Linked DNA regions of Zea mays: region 1 is linked to region 2. The links are chromatin contacts, called in public Hi-C maps. All regions are on one chromosome and are shown on one strand. The core of a region is the stretch at or near the end of the contact, and the rest is flanking DNA. Distances in the headings are between cores, read along the strand shown.

What was found. Hi-C and Micro-C count contacts between places; a contact is called where the count stands out from the background.
Region 1: a contact with region 2 is called in a Hi-C map of ear, with 2.4 times the contacts expected there. The contact joins the enhancer-like site here to the promoter of LOC100279417 in region 2. A contact is called at or near these places in 2 of 25 Hi-C or Micro-C datasets (ear and tassel).

What each region holds. Positions count from the first base shown.
Region 1 is chr4:52,958,981-52,961,680 of Zm-B73-REFERENCE-NAM-5.0, reverse strand. No RefSeq gene overlaps it. Among protein-coding and RNA genes, the nearest start is that of LOC100277478, 150 kb to the left of the region's middle. Within about 2 kb of position 1,305, at least 11 of the 20 cell types and tissues checked have an H3K27ac peak or open chromatin away from gene starts, as enhancers often do. A contact at or near this core is called in ear and tassel, where this site is marked.
Region 2 is chr4:52,773,494-52,776,193 of Zm-B73-REFERENCE-NAM-5.0, reverse strand. LOC100279417 (Protein WALLS ARE THIN 1) reads left to right here and starts at 1,396. Exons shown (of 4, transcript NM_001152429.1): 1 at 1,396-1,756; 2 at 1,879-1,941; 3 at 2,044-2,563. The coding sequence starts at 1,545.

The DNA.
Region 1 (2,700 bases), core at 56-2,555, 190 kb before region 2:
CGGGGTCGAAACGCCGACAAGACTCTGCCGAGTGCTGGCCGGCAGACACTCAACAAAGAATAACTTCTGTGCCAAGTGTATTAGGATGCACTCGGCAAAGAGTAATTTTTTTGCCGAGTGTCACGCCGTCTCCGTCACCCTGGCACCGTGACGGCGACTTTTCTTTGCCGAGTACTCTCTGGCACTCGGCAAAGTCTGTGCCGAGTGCCCGAGAAAAGTACTCGGCAAAGAAGCCTTTGCCGATGTACTGTTCACCGAGACCTCTTTGCCGAGTGCAACACTCGGTAAAGCCTGTGCCGAGTGTTTTTTAGGCTTTGCTGAGTGCTTCAGACACTCGGCAAAGCAGCCGATTCTGGTAGTGATGGCCTTCCGCTCCCACATGGTGCTATAGACATAAAATTTGGATGCATGAACCAATTGCAATATGTTGCTTCTGAAAAGGGACTCTTCTCGATTGGAGGAGATGAGCAGGGGTAGAATAGCCAGGTAAGGAAAAAGGTAAAATAATATAAATAATGAAAAATGATCAGAGTACTATTTGGAAGAATAAAATTACTTATGATTACTATTATAGAGAAAGTGAAGTTGTGAATACTAGAAGGGAGAATACCGACATAAAAAGTACCATGATAGCAATGAACTCTATATCTGACGGCTTATCTTACAGGGGTGTTTGGTTTGATGGATCACTTCATCCAAAATGAGATGGTACATCATGTGTCAATTATTTAAATTTAGTGGGACGACTACATTCTTCATATTAGTACTAACCAACTATGAGAAATTAAGTGATGATAGATCAACTCATTTCATTCCACAAGCCAAATACAAAACTGAGGAACGAGAAAATAATTAACTAGCTAGCTCATTTTTCAAACTAAACACCCTATTATTTTCGACGGTTGTCATATAAACCGTCAGATATAAGACTAACGTCTGATGGCTTGAGACGTCCGACCGACATTATTATAACCTCCGACGACGGGCCTTTTAAGCTATTGGAATTAAATCGGCCGTCCGATCGGTCTACAAGAACTGTCGTTGGAACGTCCGTAGCCGCGCGGGCATATATGCGTGGAGCATCTGCACTGCCGGTGCCGCTGCATGCTTTCTCTTGCTTTTGTGCGTGCGTGCCTCGTTGCCTGCCGGCTATGGTTCGAGCAGTTCATCACTTCGCCCAGTTCAGTTCTGTCGGCATGCAGAAAGCGCGCACTAGCTGCCTCGGCCGTCGTCGGCCCGCATGCCTTGTGCTGCTGACGATGCATGTCGTGGTCCAGCTTGACCATATAGCGCAGCGTCAGGATTTGCTGCCGCGCCGCGCGCTTCTTTCTCAGCTGTGTGGCGGGATCTGTTGCTGTTGTCGTGCAGTGCAGTGTGTCGCCCGTCAATCGTATGGATCCAAGCTGTCGGAGTTGGAGGGGATGCCGCCTCGCTGACCTCTCTCTCTCTCACTTGGACTCTGCTGCACGCATGGCATGTTGTTGCACAGGGAGACCTACCTGTTCCCCTGGATACCGCCTCCACCCGCAACGCAACGTAATGTATCTTGCATATACACACCTCCGATGCTCGCGGCTTTTAGTCTCCCTCACCATTTGCTTTAGATGGCCAGCAATGGAACATGCACCTCTAGTCCATATAAGTCGATATCACTACTGGTAATACTCGCTGGCTACTGCAGTTAATTATATATCGTTGATGGGGATACACATTGAGGAACCCTGACTTTTAAGCCGGCCAAATCAAAATAAAAGCTGTCGATCGACTAATAATATAATTAATAACTTGTAAATTGGAATTAAAGCGTGGCCCAGGTTATGATGTGGTGCTTAAAATATATTGCACAACCAGAGCACAAATTGGACACCTGATGTCTATAATACTAAAGTGCATTGGGAGCAAAGCTGTGGAATAATTAATTGTAGTACAATGGCCGGCAGATACGGTTGCTGTATCTTTATTTGCATATATAATTCCATATGCAAAGTTTATATTTAATACTATTTTGTGATTAACTATAGAAAAGCCTCCTTCAGCCACCCATGCTAAATATCACTACTAAGAGTTTGTACAACCTAGCTAGAGTCTTCTGACCGGTTTTCTAAGCACAAGAGACATATAAGGAACTGCATTATATAATAGAGTGTTTTTAAAATCAATCACATCATAAATACATTTAGTAAATAATGTGTATCAAAAGTCGTGTATGGACGAGCTCTTCACGAAGAACTAGTCTCTTGTATTTTTTTATTTAACCCACGTAAAGAACCCTCAAGAGATCAGGGTACTAAATGAGGTTGTACATCGCTAAATAGGATAGATTATCGAGTGAAAAGCACCAAATTAAGTGATGGTTTTGGTGTAGTGCGTACATGCCACTCCAATTCACTGATTACTGGAAAGCCATCATAACGGCACATACAAACATCCGTGTACGTTAGGTGAGGAAAAATAGCCAATAATTAATATATACCTACGGCCAATACACATGTTGCGGGGAAAAAAGATGAACACGGAGAGAACACTCTGGCTTGGAGGCGAATCAGATCAAGAATACCTTTGTGGTTGTGGGTGGAAAAGTGCTAGTATCACCTCACAAAAAGTCCAGACATGTATTTATTGTGTTCGCCATCGAACATGTGTTAGCCCTGTTTAATTAAGATCGTCTTGGGTAGGCAGTGTACAATAGGGCACACGAAA
Region 2 (2,700 bases), core at 147-2,646:
ATTGTTCCGAGTTTAGTTACATCTATTTTAGCGTTGTACCAAGTACAATTACATAATTCAGTTACTTAATACAGTTACTTAATTTAGTGCCCATGAGTAACAATAATATACAAGAAAATAATCAACAATCAGCAATAAAATTTATATCTATATTGCACATCGAGATTGAGAGACTAAGAGCTGATTACCTGAGCGCGTGGTGCCCCTCGTGCTACGGTAGCGGCGCGGCGGTGCTGGTGCAGGGGCGACGCGGCGCGAAGAGCGACAGCTGTGACATGGCGCTAAAGCACTCGAGCAGTGCCTCGTTTGGTAGCTTGGCGCTCTCCGTGAAGATGCGGTGGGGCGGCGAGGCGGTGGGGCGGCCCGGCTAGTGCAGGGGCGGTGCGGCTATGGAGCAAGCCGCGCGGGGGAGGGCGCGGCGTGGCTGTGGAGCAAGGTCGCGCGCGGCAGGGTGCGGCGCGGCTGAAGCACGGTGCGCGGGGGAGGGCGCGGTGCGGCGCGGCAGGAGCAGCGCGGGGGAGGGCGCGGCTGCAACGCGCGGGAGGGCGGCACGGCGCGGCTGCAGGCACGGGAGGGCGGCGCGGCGCAGTTGCAGGGCGCGGGAGAGGGGTGGCTCTGCGTGGCGCGGGGGAGGGCACGGGAGGGCGGCGCGGCGGGAGGGACAAAAGGCGACGACGCAGAGGAAGACGGCGACGCGGCGGGAGGGAGAAACGGCGGCGGCGCGGTAGGGGAGAAATGGGCGGGCGCGGGATTTTTGGTGAGGACGCGGCGCGGCTGAGGAAGACAGAGCAGTCGTGTTTGGGTAGGGTTAAAAAATAAGAGTTTGCTGCTTTCGCGGTACCCCGACACTCTTAAATTAATAGTGTGGGTTTTCTCGGCACCCCGACACTCTTAATTTAAGAGTTTCGGTACAGTAAAAAGCCACACTTTTACAGTATTAAGAGTGTCTGGGCCGACACTCTCAAATTTACCGATACTTCTTCAACGTTTTCTTGTACGGGCTGCCCGGACCTACCGTGCCGGCACGGCACGGCTAAGGAGGTTCAGTGCCGTGCTTGGGCGTAGGTTAAGATACTAGTGCCGTGCCGGCACGACACGGCTATTAAACGGGCCAAACGGAACGTACCCTAACCATGCCGTGTTTGACCGTGTCAGGGCTGGACCGGGCCGCCCGTTTGGTCATTTATAGCCACATCCCTCTCTGTTCTCTCTCTTTCTTTTGCCGCTCCAACCTTGGGGCCCACATGCAGTAGTGTGGAGCTCACAGTACAACACCACTCTCCCTCGGCCTCGGACATTCCGTCGGTCGCTATACTCCTCTCACTCTGGCTTGCACTTGCTGCCCTTTATATAGCCACCCCCTCCGGAGCTCACTCACTCCCCACTCTTGGTGCTCTTGCTTGAATATAGTCCCCCTCCTCTCTCTCTCACACACCTGTTCTTCGATCTCGGCCTAGCTAGCTAGCTAGCGAGCAAGCTATAGCTTAGCTCGGCTAGCCGGGTGTGTCGCCGGTCGGCTAGGCAACGCCGCTAGCGATCGCAAAATGGCAGATGCGGGGGAGGGGCGGCGGGTGTGCGGCATGCCGGAGAAGGCGCAGCTGCACGTTGCGATGCTGGCGCTGCAGTTCGGCTACGCGGGCTTCCACGTGGTGTCGCGGCTGGCGCTCAACATGGGCATCAGCAAGCTCGTCTTCCCCGTCTACCGCAACATCATCGCGCTCTGCCTCCTCGTGCCCTTCGCCTACTTTCTAGAGAAGTACGCACTGCTGGCACAATTGCTTGCATGCATGTTTTTTTTTATTTCGCTGCTGCTGCTGCTAGCTGATGATGTATATGAACTGCCTGCGTATGTGCGTGCGTGCCCGGCCCCTGCTGCAGGAAAGACAGGCCGCAGCTGACCCTCAACTTCGTCGTCCAGTTTTTCTTTCTCGCGCTCTGCGGGTAAGCTACCGACACCAACATATGCATGCATGCCCATCATGCATGACTGATACAGTAAATCGTAGTAATTATGCACGCATGCATGCTTGTTGTCATCATCAGCATCACGGCGAACCAAGGGTTTTACCTCCTGGGCCTGGACAACACGTCGCCGACGTTCGCGTCCGCCATCCAGAACTCGGTCCCGGCCATCACCTTCGCCATGGCCGCGGCGCTGCGGATCGAGAAGGTCCGGCTGGACCGCCGCGACGGCGTAGCCAAGGTGGCGGGCACGCTGGCGTGCGTGGCGGGGGCATCCGTCATCACGCTCTACAAGGGCCCCACCATCTTCGGTCCCGGCGGCGGCGGCGGCCTCGAGCTGGCGTCAACCAGCAAGGCGGTGGCCGGCGACAAGAACTGGACGCTGGGTTGCGTGTACCTGATCGGGCACTGCCTGTCGTGGTCCGGCTGGCTGGTGCTGCAGGCTCCCGTGCTGAAGAAGTACCCGGCACGGCTGTCCGTCACCTCCTACACCTGCTTCTTCGGCGTCATCCAGTTCCTCATCATCGCCGCCTTCATGGAGAGGGACGCCGACGCATGGAAGTTCCACTCCGGATCCGAGCTCTTCACCATCCTATATGCCGTGAGTATATATATCTCTCTCTACTTATTAGCTAGGTTGCTGCATGCTACGACAACGTACTCCTATCTTATTATGAAGTATATACATATTGCACTATATATAATAATACGCTATTCCAACTCTTGTGTAGAGCCAAA